Regions from separate parts of the Mus musculus genome. Here region 2 is linked to region 1. Evidence: chromatin contacts called from public HiChIP or PLAC-seq data. All regions are on one chromosome and are shown on one strand. The core of a region is the stretch at or near the end of the contact, and the rest is flanking DNA. Distances in the headings are between cores, read along the strand shown. Region 1 holds the start of AU041133 (expressed sequence AU041133). Region 2 holds the start of 1190007I07Rik (RIKEN cDNA 1190007I07 gene).

Region 1 (3,505 bases), core at 642-3,141:
TCTTTACCATAATTGTATAGAGCTTAATACATTTTCCTAAATCCTAAACACTTTAAACGTATATGGGAGACTTTGTCTAGTCTTCAACCCCAATAGACATCCAAGAAGGAATAATTACCTGAGTATGTACAAAGTGTAAGCAAGCAGCTTCCAAAATTAAAGAAATGAGAGAGAAAGCTGACTGCCTGGAACGTTTTATCCTTTCTAGAGTCCAACGATCTCAAAAGTGTTTTGAGAACTCTGATCTTTCAGCTAAGTGATTCTAGGAGCTGTGGGAAGGAGGGAAGTTAAAAGTGATAACATATTTAAATGGAAATCCCCATGACCAAGAGAACAGAATCTCTGGCCTAACATTCCAATGAGAATTGGCCAAGGACCCATACCTATGATGCAAAGGTCTCACCCTAAACCATAATAATGAAATAAATGCAATAATTATTTGTTTTGTACTTGAAGTCTGGCTAAGGATTATTGAATCAACTAACACTAAACAGGTACCCCTCCTCATTGTACTTTCTTGATTCAACACAGAACATAGTGATGACATCTTAAATGAGTTTAAAAGGAACAGCATTTATAGAAGAGACAAAAGGATATATGTTTAACAAATCAAATATGAGTATTTTCCATCAAGTACTATTAATCTTGTTTTTGGATTAAGAAATTCAAATATTTTTAATTTCCCTATCCCGGTAAAACCTTAGTTTCCTCAAAGATCCACTTGTCTCTGGAGCAGCACGTCTTTTCTCTTACTTCTCCATATCCGTTGCAGCAATTCTTTCTAGACTATCCAAATGAATAAGACTGAGGTGAGACTCAAGCCAAAGGGGAAATGATACAGCCACCACCTCTTTAGAATAAAAACCAACAAAGCCTCTGCTTAGGGCAGGAACATAGCTTCTAGATGAAGAGTAACGTTTTCTTTTTCCAGACACTAAAATGGCAATGCTGGTCTCTTCCTTGGCCACCCTGAACTTACTTCTAATATGCCCACATAGAAAACAACTTTAAGAATGATTTAACACCCGTCTCCTGCCATCCAAGACTTTCTTAGAGGTGCTAGTTTTATGTTCTTGCCAAAGGTCAACTTGGCAAGGTCTGTTTTGGTGCTTCAGGAGGTCTTGAAGGAGTCAAGGGAACCTGGCTCTTTGGCCTGAGGGGCCGTGGTTATAAGCTCCAAGGCCACCTGTGCTCAATCTGAGGCATCCTGTATTTTTCTTGTCAGCATTGCTGAATTGGTTTCTGCTGACTGATTCTCCCTCTGCAAACAGTGTATCATACATGCACTTCTTAATAAACTTGTTTGGCATGAGCCATCATCATCTTATACTGATACCTCCCTGGACCAGAATTGGTGGTGTATTGTGCCATAGACCAGGCTGTTTTAAACTACTGATGCCCTGCCTCTACATCACAAGGTTGCATGATAAGGCAGTGCCACCGCAGAAGGCTGGGGCACTGTTATGTTTGTTCAACGACGTGCAGTTGAGAGAGGTGTTTGCAATCCATGGTGTGCCTTGTTGAAATTGCTGATACCTGGTAAATATCCATCCGGTAGTTTAAATCTGACCTGAATGGAAATGGGCTTTCTTTCAGTTGTGAGGCAGGGGGATCAATCCACTACACCTTGTTTAATGATCTGCATATGCTAGAGACCTATATGAAGGAGAAGTTCCCACTAGGTGCAGGGACGACTTTGCAGTCCAGGTGTAAGGCCAATCTGTTCTGTGCCTGGGGTGGAGGATAGGGCTGAGAATGACTGTGCTGCGTCCCTTCACAGCCTCAGTCGCTAAGGGATCTGCTCCTGTCACTCAGGCCTCACCAGCTAATCAGGGCCTCGAGGCGGAACACCAATCGGAATGGAGGCGGGCACTTCCGGTGTGTGGCAGAGGAAGACTCCTCCATCCATGTTGGGCGCAGTGACCCTGCTTCCCGCAGCTGTGAGGAGAGTGGGGCGAGGTCCGAATCCGCGCCATGGTGAGCGGGGCCGCCGTCCCCACGCGGGGAGGAGCAGATCCGCGGGAGCCCGTGTGGGGTTGACTCGGGGTGCGGGAACTGGCGGCGAGACGCGGCGTCGGTGTCATTCCGTTTGTTCCCGAGTTGTGGTCCCGCAGGTGGAAGCGGGACCTCTCATTGACTTAGGTCTCCTGGCTGCGCCTGCGCACCGCATGGGAAGCGGGAGCTGGGCTTATAAACCATTCTGGGCTGGCTGCAGAGCTCGCGCATGCGCGCTGTCATTGTCAAGGGAGGCAGTGGCTGGCTGGCAGACCTCTAGTTTCCCTAGTCTTCCAGAAGTTCTGAACCTGGCACTTGACATTCGGGTGTAGCATCCATCTCAGTTAACTCTGCGCAGTGTAAAGTCTGTGTCATTAACACATTCGCATGTAGATGCCACGGTGGACCAATCACGTGTGTTAGTAAGGCCAGACTCACTGTGTTTCCCTGCATAAGTTGTCAAAATCGACCGAATATTAATTGTGTTTTTGCCCTAAGTGTGCTTGTTCTCTCATGTTCTGTTTGTCTCAAACAGCACAGTCTTTATTGCAGGTGTAGGGTAATTTAGAAGTCAGACGGTGTCACTGTGCTGTTTATTCAGTCTTGTGTGCTCATGTTTTCATTCATGATGACCTTTTGTCATCGGCTTTTTTATAAGTGGTTTTAAGTGCTGAGCCATCTCGCCAGTCTTAAACTTGACAGATTTTCAGAAATTTACATGTGTGTATGCCTATGCACAAGATGAAATCTGAGGGTTAAGAGAATTTAGGTTTGCTTTAGAATCTGTCTTTGGGTGTTAGGAGAAGACTCAGTAGGTATACTGGTCAAATTTGGTGAGCTTGGAACAAGCAATGGATAGGTATTCTTCTGATTAATGATTGATGCAATAGTTCCCATCCCACTGTGTTTGGTGCTGCCGTGGGCAGGTGGTCTTGGGATGCATAAGAAAGCAGTCCTAGGAAGCCATTAGATCGGAGCAGTGCCTTAGTCAAAGTTCTGTTTCTGTGAAGGGATGCCATGACCACAGCATCTCTTATTGACGGAAACCATTTAATTAGGGCTTGCTTATAGTTTTAGAGGTTTGGTCATGGTGGGGAGTATGGTGGGACATTGTCAGACATGGTGCTGGAGAAGTAGCTGAGAGTTCTAAATCCAGATCAGCAGGAAGGAGGAGAGACTGTGAGCCTAGCCCAAGCATTTGAAACTCCAAAGCCCAGCCCCAGTGACACACACTTCTTCCAAGAAGGCCACGCAAACTCCAAAGCAAAAAAAGTCCTCGCCTTGTCAAGTAACACCTCGTTCTAATGACCAAGCATTGAAACCCATGAGCCTGTGGGCACCATTCTTTTCTTTCTTTTGTTTTTTGTTTTTTTGTTTTTTTGAGACAGGGTTTCTCTGTGTAGCCTGGCTGTCCTGGAACTCTGTAGACTAGGCTGGCCTCGAATTCAGAAATTCGACTGCCTCTGCCTCCCGAGTGCTGGGATTAAAGACATGGGCCACCACGCCTGGC
Region 2 (3,505 bases), core at 260-2,759, 500 kb after region 1:
CTGACGGTGGCTTGGCTAGGGTAGGCAGTGTGGTGATCGATGTGGACAGATGTGGATGTATTGTCCATATTTACCCAGTGGCATTTGCTGAGGCACACAATAAGAGATGAATTAGGATGAGACCTGGGGTTCAGCCTAAAGAACTATGAGAATACAGTTGTCTCTTTTGCTGTCCTAATGAGTGAGTTATGCTGGACACCTAAAACAAAGCATCTTAGCTGTTCTCCCTAAGGCAGCACTGAGTGCCAACTTTGGGCAGCCACCACGGTCTCCTTTCCTCTGCTCTCTCCCCAAACCTTTCAGTTATAACAGTGGTGGCTGGAATAATTGCAAAAGACAAGGTAGGTAATGGACATAAATCCCTTAAATAATAGGAAAGCATTCAGCATCCTATAGCAGCCAGCCACCTTGGCCTCTACGCCTATCAGTAAAGATTCTCTACTAACCAGTCTGAGGTGGCCTAGGACCCTTAGTACCGCTCATTTTAGAGACTGGTTTTGTTTTGCTTTCTCCCCAACTACAGGTAGCTGCTGGTAACAACCCTTGCACATCTCCAATAGTAATGAGATGAATCAAGTCAACCTCACAGGATCAAATTCTAGGCATTATTTCCTCGGTAAAGTGCGGCAGGCAACTACTCCTGCAGAAACGAGACACAAAACTGCATTTCCATTGAAAGTTCGTGACACTTTCTGTTTCACTAAGATATGCATATATCTATCTATAAGCATATAGATAGATATAGATTTAGATATAGATATAGATATCCCACTCCCGCGATACAGTTTCTCTGTGTAGCCCCGGATGCCCTGGAACTCGCTCTGTAGACCAGGCTGGCTCACCACAACTATTAGACACACTCTTGAGTGTTAAGAGCGAGCTAGGTATCCAAACACTGGGGACAATCTAAAAGTCAAGAGGGACTGAGCAAAGTGGACTGAACGCGAGGGTCTCACCCCGAGGATGGGCACGCGCCCTACAGCACTCACCAGGTCAGGCCGATAGTACCAATGCACCACCTGGGCCCCGGCGCACATGGCCAGGAGGCTGGAGGAAAGCATTTTCAAGTAGGCGGACCAGGGTACGCCCCCGGGCATGGTGGAGAGCTGGCGGGGACGGAAAGGGCACAGCGTTAGAGGGCTGGGTAGCCTTCAGATGGCCTGACCGCTGACCCTGGGTGGCTGAGTCGCAACACCACCTCGGGTGCCCCCGCAACTTCCTCCCCCGCGACCAGCGAGCGGGGCACCTGCTAGCTGCAGCCTGCGCCCGCCGAGCAGGGGAAGGAGGGCTCGGCGGTTCCTCGCTCCCTCAGCCACTCAGGGAGACGCTGGAGCCCCTCGTTCCTTCCCACGACTATGCGCGCACGAGACTGTACCGCGGAGTGCACGCGCGCAGGGAGACAGGTCACAGGGTCGCTTTAGAACCAGGACGGACCTCCAGCGGGCAGGAACCAAAGTACAGGGTCCGACGCAGCGACGGAGCGGAAAGCGGAGGCAATACTCGCGCAGGCGCACTCGATTGTTTCTGACGGACTTGGGGCTGGAATTGGGCGGGGGGGGGGGGGGGGAATTGACCGTTTCCACCCCTTAGCCAGCCTGGAATCCTAGCTCCTGGTTGGTCACTGTCCCAATCCTGCGTTTGCCATTCCTGGCAACTGTGATGTTTACAGCATCCTTTGATCTTTCGCACAAAGGAAACTGCACGTGTCCCACGTGGTTAGGAAGAGGCGGGGTTTCGCAGCACAGCACTTGCAAGGGCAAAGGGCAGGTCACACTACAGCTCCTCTTCTTAACCTGCAAATCGGACACCTTTGGAAGGACTCACTGACCGCTTTCTGGGAGTCGTCTATCACATCTCCTGTATATCAGATATTTACAAGTCACAGCAAAATCACTGTTATAAAATAGCAACAAAGTAAATTGTATTGTTGAGGCTCACCACAGCCTAAGGGTATTAAATAAAAAATCCTGAGGGTGTTGCAGGGTGGAAGCATTAGGAAGGTTGAGAACCACTGCTCTAGAGAGAGCAGCTCAAAGCTTTATTCTCCTGGTTCCTGCGGTTCTTTGAAACTTTACACAGAGCCACACCCAGGTACAGTACCTTTGGGTCATGGTTTTACTGGAAAAGAGACCTCCAATCACCTTACTTAATCTGAGAGTGTTTTTGATTGTGGGTTCATGCTTTGATTGTGGGTTCATTTTTGTTAAGTAAACTGCAAGAATTTTGAAGCATTAAGGTAGCATTGTGTAACAGGAATCGTGATAACTTTTTTTTTTAACTCTGGGCACAAAATTGCTCAGGATTGGGGGTGGAGGGCATTTGTCATTAAACCTGACTACACAATTTTGCTCCCCCAGCCCCACATGATGGAAGCAGAGATAGCTCTGTAAATTCTTTTCTTACACACACACAGGCACACACACATGCTTTTTTTTAACTTCATGATAATAAAAAAAATTAGTTTTAACTAAATGGTATTAAGTTTGACATATAATAATCTCACAGAAAGTATACATCTGGAAGACTATACCCACAACTAAGGCAATCAACATTATGCCCAAGTTTTCTGTGACTGTTCATGTGTGGGCACATATGCGATTTAGAGGTCAAAGGACAACTTCAGGAGCATTGAATCTCAGGCACTGTCCTTTCCTCTCTTTTTCCTTTTATTCCTCTTCCAAACTGGGTGTCTCATTGACCTGGAGCTCCCAAAATAGGATAGGTTAGCTGCCCAGTGAACCCAAGAGATCGGCTTGTCTCTGCTTCACTAGAGCTTAGCCCAATTGGCGACTTCCAGGTACCTGTCTCAGAACTAAACATGTAAATTAAACATGGTGGTTTAAATAGGTATGAGAAATGGCTCAACTTTTAAGAGTGGGTAGGGCTTTTGCAGAGGACTAGAAGGACACTGGCAACACTCAGGAAACTCACAGCCATTTCTAGCTCCAAACTTCTGGATCCCATGAGCACCTGTGCTCACATGCCTGGACCCACACATCCCCTCATGCATGTAATTCAAAATTAAAAAAAAAAATTCAAAAAGGCTGAGCATGGTGGCACACACCTTTAATTCCAGTTCTAGGGTAGCAGAGGCAGGGAGATCTCAGTAAGTTGGACGACAGTCTGGTCTACATATAATAAAATTCCTGAACAGCCAGGAGTACATAAAGAGACTGTGGTGGTGGTTTGAATAGGCATGGCCCCCACAGACTCAAGGGTTTGAATGCTTGACCCATGGAGAGTGGCATGATTAGAAGGTGTGGCCTATTGGAGTATATGTGGCCTTACTGGAGGAGGTGTCTCACTGGGCTTTGAGGTCTTAGATGTTCCAGCCAGGCTGTGTCTCACTCCCTTCCTGCTGCCTGCCAATCAGACATAGAACTCTGAGCTACCTCTCCAGCACCATGCATAACTCCTGTGTGTCCCAGTGCTTTCTGCCATGATGACAGACTAAACCTCTGAAACTATAAGCCAGCCCCAATGTTTTCTTATAAGAGTTGCTTCG

What was found. HiChIP or PLAC-seq counts read pairs in DNA pulled down with a chosen protein or histone mark.
Region 2: a contact with region 1 is called in an H3K27ac HiChIP or PLAC-seq map of embryonic stem cells, with 2.6 times the contacts expected there. The contact joins the promoter of 1190007I07Rik here to the promoter of AU041133 in region 1. A contact is called at or near these places in 1 of 484 Hi-C or Micro-C datasets (uterus), 3 of 115 datasets of contacts at active chromatin or transcription factors (effector CD8 T cells and embryonic stem cells) and 2 of 9 other capture datasets (liver and pancreatic islet).

The regions. Positions count from the first base shown.
Region 1 is chr10:82,126,122-82,129,626 of GRCm38.p6, forward strand. It overlaps AU041133 (expressed sequence AU041133), which reads left to right and starts at 1,892. Exons shown (of 4, transcript NM_001163064.1): 1 at 1,892-1,977. The coding sequence starts at 1,975.
Region 2 is chr10:82,621,719-82,625,223 of GRCm38.p6, forward strand. It overlaps 1190007I07Rik (RIKEN cDNA 1190007I07 gene), which reads right to left and starts at 1,510. Exons shown (of 3, transcript NM_001135567.1): 1 at 1,247-1,510; 2 at 990-1,106. The coding sequence starts at 1,097.